2 separate regions of the Zea mays genome follow, and region 1 is linked to region 2. A link is a contact called in public Hi-C data. All regions are on one chromosome and are shown on one strand. The core of a region is the stretch at or near the end of the contact, and the rest is flanking DNA. Distances in the headings are between cores, read along the strand shown. Region 1 holds the start of LOC103644055 (mitogen-activated protein kinase kinase kinase 5). Region 2 holds the start of LOC100284288.

Evidence for each region. A called contact is a pair of places that touch in the nucleus more often than the background predicts.
Region 1: a Hi-C map of leaf shows a contact between it and region 2, with 5 times the contacts expected there. The contact joins the promoter of LOC103644055 here to the promoter of LOC100284288 in region 2. A contact is called at or near these places in 10 of 25 Hi-C or Micro-C datasets (bundle sheath, ear, endosperm and 3 more).

Annotation. Positions count from the first base shown.
Region 1 is chr1:286,899,093-286,904,220 of Zm-B73-REFERENCE-NAM-5.0, forward strand. It overlaps LOC103644055 (mitogen-activated protein kinase kinase kinase 5), which reads right to left and starts at 2,806. Exons shown (of 11, transcript XM_008667251.4): 1 at 1,896-2,806. The coding sequence starts at 2,437.
Region 2 is chr1:286,711,328-286,715,895 of Zm-B73-REFERENCE-NAM-5.0, forward strand. It overlaps LOC100284288, which reads right to left and starts at 1,263. Exons shown (of 1, transcript NM_001157183.2): 1 at 1-1,263. The coding sequence starts at 1,141. The coding sequence ends at 305.

The DNA.
Region 1 (5,128 bases), core at 1,556-4,055, 190 kb after region 2:
CTAACTTATTTTTATCATGTCAATTAGTCAGTATCTAGTAAATTCACTAAGAGTTAAAAGATCATGTGCAAATTTTAAGGAATGTTATATGCAAATCAATAATGAAAACCTCACGTGCAAAAAAACATGACAACTCAATATACATAACAAATAAAATTTTATGACGCCATCCTAATCCTAATATGACCTGATGTCATGATCTCCACAGAAACCCTTAGCTAGTAACACACTGCAAGTAACTCGAGTTACTAAATCACAGTTCATCCCGTGTATATGTAATTATGTATATCTGAAAGCTCCAATCCCTGAACCATGGTAACCATATATTTAAAATCACCGTAATCTGCAGCAAAATCAACATACTCTGCAGCAAAGGATACATCGCTGAACCAAATGCACCACAAAAATGTTGCCATTCTCTGCCAGATACTCTACCTTTTTAAGTGTTTAACGCCTCAATGATGACAAAATACAAGTAATGGTGTCATAACCTGACTCTGAAATTAACGATGCAAGCGGCGTGGCCCTGCCCGCAACCCCGCTTAACCTGAACTACAAAGAAGACCTGACAATTGTGGGTAACCTGCTTTATCTCGTCGGTTGAGGGAGGCCGACCTGCTAACGTATGTGGACAGCCTGCACCACCCGCTAAATCCTGCACATTGTTTTCAGATCGTCCGACTAATCGTGATTAGTCGCGATTAGTCGGGCTGATCAGTACTCAGTGCTCGATAAGGGGGTCGATTCGATCAGGTGATCTGATCGTCCATATCGTCCGACTAGTCGGCGATATGTAGCGATTAGTCGTCTGGTTAGCGTTCAGTTGCGTTAATTACTCAGGGTTCAGACTTCAGTTCATATTGCTGTTCGGTTCAGACTTCAGTTCACAGTTTCATATAGACTTGTTGCTGGAGATGTACTGCTGTTTTGGACTATTTATACTGCTGCCTTGTATATACTTGTGCTTGTCCTGAGAAAGTCTCTATACTATATAAGTATATATCTATATACAGTGTTATATATGTATATATCTATATATATGTCCTGGAAATGCACAGGACAACCAGGGGGGGCGATTAAGGTCGATCAGGGGCGACTAATCGTCTGATCGCCCAGTGGCATCGATCAGACGATCAGGCGATCTGAAAACAATGATCCTGCATATGCCTGCAAAAAGAAATGCTACATAGAGCGCCACCATTGTCTCTCTGTCCGTTTTTGCTGCCGCCATCTCTCGTTCCGTCGGCGTAGTGGAGGACCGGCAACCGCCTCCTCTCTGTCTGTCATTGCTGCTGCTACTCTCACTTGGCCGATGCAGGAGAGGAGAAGGTGGAGGAAGGCAAGGATTGGAGAGTAGAAAGCTACGACAGCGGTGTCATGCTCGATCTACCTCAGCGTGATGGTAGTCACTAGTCAGTACCGACGAGAGGTCCATGTCCACTTTAGGACTGCAGTGACTGGAGACTCGATGAGCAGAACAACCTTCAGTTCTACCAACATTTGTTTTTTTAATCCTTGCAAAGGATGTGCTCAGATGATTACTGATTACCCAGTTTACATCTTTGCACCAAAGACAAGCGGGCTCTGCTAGTGCTAGGCTTTGCAGGCTCCACCGCCAAGCCTGAAGAAGCATGCAGGCTAGTATTCACCCCAATCCACGTGTATGGAGGTGGATTGGGGTGTAAATACATGTAGATTGGGGTGAATAGAGTATCCAAACAAAGCAGGTGAGTTGCGGCCAGCTGCCTGTCCACAGCCCGCCCCACTTGCATCCCTATCTGGAAATCCTCGAGCTGTGAGGGTGACATCCTTGCAGACAATATAATCTACTTGAATAATAACGGCAACAAAACATAGCATTAACATAGCATTAACTAGGAGTACGAATTAATCACCTCCGTGCGAGTAACGGCGTCATCCTTTGGCTCCCAGTCTCTAAAACACCGGGAGCGTCCGCTGCAGGCCCTTTCCCCTCCCCGTCGAGCATCCTTGGCACCGGTGGCGGAAGCGGCCTCCCCGGCCCGCGGCACGGCGATTCCCCCTCGCCTGGAAGGGGCAGCGGATGCGGCAGCAGCACGGGGGTCGACGAGGATCTCGCCGGCGCCACCTCCATGTTGCTCGGAGACCACGAGATCGGCGCGGAGCTCACTGTCTCAAGCGCAAACCCCGCCGCCGCGTCCCTCCTCGCCGGAGAGTCCACGCCGAGCGCGGAGACCCCGACCTCGAGGTCATCGACGACGTAGCGCATCCGCCGCGCTCTGATCAGCCGCGGCTGCGGATCGTTGCTGGCCCCGCTGCCATCGCGGCGTGAGCTAGGGCCGCTACCCCAACCGCCGATGAGACGGGGGGTGGAGGCGCGGGCGGGGGAAGCGGGGGTCGATGCTGAGGATGAGGAGGCGGGGCAGGAGGGGGAGGAGGAGCGCTTCCACCAGCGCATCGGGACGAGGGCTTATGGGTAGAAGAGCGAAACCCTAGTGATCATGAAGTGGCCGAGATGGCGTCGCGGATGGAGGGGATCGCAGGGAGGGGAGACGACGACCTCCCCCCGCCATTTTGGCTTTTTTTTTTTTAGTTACTCACTGGTCTCGGGGGTCGGGGTTGGTTGGTTGTTTTCTGGGAGATCAGCTCCCGTCTGGTGGCTATCGGCGCCTCGGCGGCCACGCGGCTTTGGGGGAAAGAAAGTCCAGCGAGTCAATGCCCCTCCGATGCACACACATCACGTAGTGTGCACTGTACATGCACTGTACACGCCTACACGCTTTCCTTCCTGTTTCGTGGTCTCTATGCAGCTTTTCCCTTCAGCCTCGTTTTTGTTGGTGTTTTTGTTGGCTCTTATATCAACTTCTGTTTTCACTGCATCCACTTAATTTCAATCGAGTCAAAATAAAAAAATCGAAGATAATTCTTCATCGAAAGAATCCAAGAAGGGAGAGTAAAATAATACGAGAATAGACTAGAATAGATTATAGTGAAAGAAAAAAGGAAAAGGAAAAAATCTACAAATCTTTTATGCTTAAAAAAGGTGTGAGATGCTTCAGTCGAGATCCTTAAAAAAACATCAAAAATTTTCTAAGAATAAAAAAATAGTATAAATAGAAAATGTGCGATATATTGTGAATAGCTTCGTGTAAAAAAGTCTAATTTTCTTATGTTCTAAGTCTTAAAAGACGCTCTAGTTTGGAGCTCTCTCTACACTCGATGGAGATTTTGCCCACTTCGTGTTCAACGTGTGGTGGTGTATACGGACTCTCGCACCCGAAATCCCCATTCGACTTAGCGGAAAGCAAGCGTCGTGTCCGCCTTCCATTTTGTCACTGTGCCAGCACATGTAGGGCTGCATATCGAGCCAGCTCGACTCGGCTCGGCTCGTTAAGGTAGCGAGCCACAGAGTCAGCTCGGCTCGGCTCGTTTACGAACTCGAGTTGGCTCGTTTAGCTTGCGAGCCAGAGCAGAAAAAATAATATGTGTATAATAATTAAATTCTAGTTAATTTTAAACTAATTTAACAACAGAAAATAATAATTATACTCATAGTTTTATAGACCACATCAATATAACACTAAATTAACACAACTCATCACTCATCAATTCACTATTCACACACATGTTCAGCAGTTTAACTCACACTTATATTCGCATAGACCAATTTCATGCATAGACATAATTCATCAATCATTAGTTTAACTTATAGGTTATAGACACCATACATACATATAACATATTCATCAATTGTTACGTACATAATATGTATATAGTTTTGTTTTGCTGAAATGTGATAGCTCGTTTAGCTCGTGAGCTGGTTCGTTAACAAACTGAGCTGGCTCGTTAACAAACCGAGCTAGGATGCTAGCTCATGAAAAAATTTAAGGTCTTGTTCGGTTGTGCCGGATTGGTGGGTCGGAACGATTCCTAACCGGATTGCTTCTCTAATTTATATAAATTTTGACTAGCTGAAACGATTCTGGGTGTAATCCGACACAAACGAACAAGGCCTAAACGAGCTAATCCAAGCCGAGCCGAGCTGGTCACGAACCGAGCAGACGAGCCACGAGCATTTTGTCCGGACACATTGCCCTCGGCTCCACAAACTCCCGCCGCCGTGGCGACCTACCCAACCATGGCTTTTATCGCTAAACCCTACTGCTTCACCGCTGCCAACCTGTCACCCCTGCCGCCACAGCTCGCCATCCACCTCCATATCGGACCGCACTGTTGCCTCCCCCGTCGACGCCATCGGCGAAGTCGTCAGCCAGCACCGACGTGGCGACGTCCTCCGCGCACTATCCCAGCGCATCCGGGCGCAGCAGCAGCCTCCGCGGCGGGGGGCGAGTACGTGTTGAACCACATCGATGACCTCGGCTACGTGCACAGCTTCCACACCACGATGTGTGACGGGGAGCAGTTGCTGGTCGCCACTTGCCACCATGACGAGCGCCGAGAAGCTCGTCGTCGCGCGCAAGCTAGCCTGCACCCCTTTCCCCTCGCCTTCCACGTGCCCTCCGTGCAGCAGCGGAAGCGCCCGCCGCCGGTCAGTCACTCTCTCTTTCCCTCTCCCCCTCCCTCCGCATTCTCCTCGGCTTCCCTTCTTCCTTCTTCACCGGATGTATAATATGGCGGTGTTTGGATGGATTAGGGATGGAGGGCACCACCTAGAGTAAGTAAACTAAAGTACCATTCAATTTTGCAAACCCGATCGCACCCCACGCTGGTGCTTAATTTTGCACGGCACAATTTCTATTCCTCCACCACTGTCCACTGTTGTTGCACTACAGGAATTCACTTAATTCCCGTCGGCCTGAAACCGACGGGAATAAGCCCTAAACCGACGGGAATAAGTAATTCCCATCGGTTTAGGGCTTATTCCCATCGGTTTCAGGCCGACAGGAGTCCCTTGTCGGGGATAAGGTTATCCCCGTCGACGGCCGACGGGAATAATTAATTCCCGTCGGCTAGATAGTGGCCGACGGGAATTAAGGCTAATTTTCGTCGGTTTTCGTGGCCGACGGGAATTCACTTCTAATTCCCGTCGGTTCCCTAGGCCGACGGGAGTTATTAATTAATTCCCGTCGGCCCCACGTGGCCGACGGGAATTAACTGGGCCGACGGGAGTAAGTAGTTAATTCCCGTC
Region 2 (4,568 bases), core at 13-2,512:
CAAGTGTGTATGAACTGTAGTGTACTGACAGCTAATAAGGATACAAGTTCTACTCTTCCACAGGAATAGGAAGACCTATAGGTACGGTATTGTATTGGTATGTATACGATGACTATGCATCTTTTCTCGCACTCGGTACTGTACAAGAGGAGCAGCCACAAAAATCAAACAATAGCGCTACTGGCACCATACGAAATGAATGAACGAATAGTGTGTTCCACTTCCACCGCTGAACTCGGCAGCTGCGGACCAAAATCTTGGACGGGTGATGAGATGAGATCCGCCGCCCGCGCGCGCAGCGGTTTCACGCGGTCATGAGGAGGCGGGGCTTCTTGAAGGCGAGGGGGCTCTGCACCTCCTCGTCCTCCTCCCACATCTTGCCGGGCTTGCCGCACCGGAACACGAACTCCGGCACGGCCGGGAGGTTGAGGTCGAACGCACGCGCGGCGGAGCTCCCGACCTCGGCGGACGTCTCGGCGGGCGCCGCCGGGACGTCGGTGGACGCGGCGGCGCTGCCGACGCCCCCGTCGTAGTGCTTCCTCTTGTGCCCGCCGAGCGCCTGGCCGGTCGGGAACTCCTTGTGGCAGACGGAGCACCTGTGGACTCTGCTCGAGGCCGCCCCGTCGGAGGACGCGGCGGTGGATGACGTGGCCGGCTCGCGGCCGACCTCGACTGGCGGCAGCGGCGGGACGACGACGGTGATCGGGGCGGGGGCCTCCGGGACGGGCACTGCTGCCGAGACAGTTACAGCGGCGGCAGTAGGAGGAGGAGGAGGCGTCGGCAGCTTGACCCGGTGGCTGGTCTTGTGGCCCCCCAGCGCCTGGTAGGAGCTGAAGGACTTGCCGCAGACGGAGCACCTGAACTCCGCGGCGGCCGGCGCCGCGGACGGGACCGGCGTTGGCGGCGCCTGGACGCGGTGGTGGCCACCGCGGGAGAGCATGAGGAGGCAGAGCGCGAGGTTCTCCTCCTCCGATCGCTGGCGGCGCGAGCGCTTCCTCTTGGCCCACCCCTGGGGCACGTGGGCGCCCTCGTCCCCGCCCGTGGCGGTGGCGCTGCTGCTCGTGGTCGTCGCTGCGGGCGCGACCTCCTCCTCGCTCTGCTTCTCCGGGACGACGGCGTGGAGCAGCTCCATGGAAGACATGGTAGAATAATGCAAGCTCAAGCTTCGCTGGGAGACGGGGCTGTTTGGCTGCGACTTGTTCTCGCGGTGGTTGCTTGGGCGCCTTGCTCTCGCTCGCTGTGGTGAGACTGTGCGAGTGTGATGAGTGAGGGGAGTGAGGGTTTTAAAGCGGTGGCGGGTGTGTGATGGGGCGTGGGAAGTTGCGTCGTAGGTGGGGGTAGTGAGGTGGTCGCGGCGTGGGCACGCACGCGGCACAGTCACAGGTGGGGGCGCGGCGGCAGTGGGTGGGAAGCCGGTGGAGTGGCGGCTAGAGACGGGTTGGGTTGAGACGTTGAGTTGAGTAGTCTCGTTCGGGTGGGTGCATGGGTGGTGGACGGAGGCGGCGAGAGGGCTGCAGGGAAGAGGTCGTGGTCAACGTGGAGGCGAAGACACGGAGAGGATGCAAAGGGGAAGCCGGGCAGCACAACTTGCCTGCCGCTGAGCTGAGCGGTGCGGTGCGGTGGAACGAGAACGACGACTGGTCGTGCGAGTGTGGTAGGGTAGGAGAGTGTGTACAGGTACAGGCCAGCTAGTATGTGCGAGAAAAGAGAGGTGTGGGGAGGGAGGACTGACCGGGGCGCGCGGCTCCTGCGTCGCTGTGGATGTGAGATGCGGTCGTCGTCGGTTGCGGATCCATACATATCTCGAACCGATCCACGCATACCCGGCTTGATCCGGCAACGCTGGACGCGCGGGCGGGCAGACGGACCCGGATCGAGTAATAAGCAAGCAAAAAAAACAACGAATTACAGCAGGTTTTATTTTTCTTTTTGCGAACCAACAAATTAAGCTTCCATATTTTAACTAGTGTGTGCACACTGAAAACTGAAGTACGTAGTATGTCACAAACTTTGTTGGCGCTTATATATTACTACGGTGCTGCGCGGTAGTAGTAGGAAGAGGAGGATGAGCAGTTTGTCTGGTGTCTGCGCTAGTAGCCTAGTACTCTGCGAGGCATTTTAAGCACATGCGCAAACATGCAAACGCTTGAGCGGTGGTCCTCGGCTCCCCGTCGCCCCCTGTTCTGGCCAGGCAGACGGTTCCAAGTCCAAAACAAACCAGAACCGAACCGGTAGCAACTAGCAAGTCGGGCGCAGACCACGCGGTGGGTGGGCCCGCAACAGCGCGCATGGAAGATTCCAACAGCCTGGGCACCTCGAGGGGGTCAGTTAAAATAACCCATCGCGTATGAGCTTCCGTCGGCTGAAGTGGCACCGGGTTGCATGGATCTTCTGCATCTACCAGATAGGCACGCGGTTGCGGAGAATTTTTCTTTTCTTTTCTAGATGGGTTAATGGCAGTGGGAGCAGCCGTTGACACTTGCGCTGTCACAGTCTCGCGTTAGTACGTTCACGCACATGATATATAAGCTGTAGTAAAGAAATTGGAATCGGTAGTTAAGTTCTGTCATTTTTTTTAAAGTCTGTCGTTAAAACAGGATTTTTCTTTGTTGTCCAGACCTCGATCAGTTACCCTCTCCCAACAATGCCTTTTATTTGTTTAAAAATAAAAAAGCACTCCCAGAGCGATGCTTTGTGGATGAGCATATGACTTCTAAGACGTGCTAACAATGGCAAGAAGACTCTATCCTTGCAAAAACCTCATGTAGCTAGACAATTAGAAGACTACCACCGTACCACCACTACTGGTACTAATAGATAAGCACAACACAGCCTCTATGTTCCGTAAATACTAGTACTACTAGTATACTGCACACATGGCGTGCGTGCCTATAGCAGCCTCTCTGCTGTCACTCGCTATGTCACGCTGTGCACCACCTAACACGTCGTTGCCTTGGCTCGTATAAAAGTCGGATTTGGATCAGCAAGCTTGATCTACACCAAGTTGGCACATGCGTTAGACAAAACAAGTCCTCACTCCACACTCCACAGACTATCACTTACGTCCTGGCAGACGCAACGCCCACGTACAAGCCCCGAATGCACCTGTTCGGCTTCGGCGGCCGTGCTGCGCTGCCACTCTCAACCCTTCGTTGCCTCGTTGGCTGCGCCGAGCAGAGTCCTCCGTTGCTCCGTCCATACGAAAACGGATACGGGATAAGCTACGCATAATATTGACTATGTGCGATCAAGACAATGTTATAAATATAAGCTACGACCCAACTATTATTATTAGGTATATAACACAGTACCAGAGAAGGGTTCTATCACAAGCAACAACATGTTTATCCCATGATTCTTCTCACACTCATTGCTAATCAACACCGGCCGTATCCATAGCAGCACATCTTCGTAGCATCCACACATACGGAGACAAAATGCTACAGCACCGGCGTGCCAGCTAAAAGATCAAAATACCCAAGATATAGATGAATTGGGCGTCTCCAAATTTTCTTGCACAAATTAAAACAAGTAATCAAGCTCAACTTCGTTCCTTATGCCTTATAGTTCGATCAAAAGTTCTGCACACCAAGTTCCAATCATAGACTAGTATGAAAATTCTAGTGATATAAATACTTAAAAGAAATTGTTTAAATATAAATGATTAATATAAAGAAAGGATTATAATCTCGATGCTTTACCGAGATATCTGATAGTGCCACTAATTCTAGTTAGAGCACCCGATCAATACTATCGCTCTCCTTAATCTATGCAAGGACTAAGTGCTATCTAGCAACTAGTTTTTCACCTCTCTGGTATGGTAAACCACTCAACCACTACCACCGTGCCCCCACCGTGGCTATGTGAGTGGCAAGTTGCCTCTAACGATTGCTATCACCATATGGACTAAAAGTGTTGTACCTTTTAGGTTTTAAAAGACAACAAATCTGAGTTGGGTGCACTGTTATCATTTCACCTCACACGATTGTCAACATGATTAATGGTGAAATATAACGATTTATAATGTCTAAAAAACAACCTGTAGGGACAAAAAAAGTTGTGCGACTATACCGACAACTACCTCATATGTCCTAATTCATGCAACAACAAAAGCGAAAATAAATCTAATCTATTAGGCATATCTTCTCTATGCAAACCATCAAGATAAAAAAACTACGCACAAACGACTCATGTATCACTATACACACTAGCATATCTACCATATTCAACCATGATAATATCTGTACTACTTATTAAGACAGCAAAAGTAGTCTGCCTCTGACGGTTCTGCCGTTCTGCCTGTTCTGCCTCCAGTAAATCTGCACCGTCCATCCATCTTGCGCCATCGTCCATCGCAACCACCGCCGCTCGATCGTCGCTCTCCCGAGGACCACCCGCCCGCTCAATCGTGTGCTGGAACCTCGCCCTCCCGAGGCGCATCCGCCTGCTCGATCATCGCCCTCCCGAGGCCGCCATCGTCCATCGCAACCCCTCCCCTCCGTCGAGGTCGCCAAATCTCGTCTAACCGTCGAGGGCTGCACCCCTCCGCCCGGTGCCACGGCGCCCAA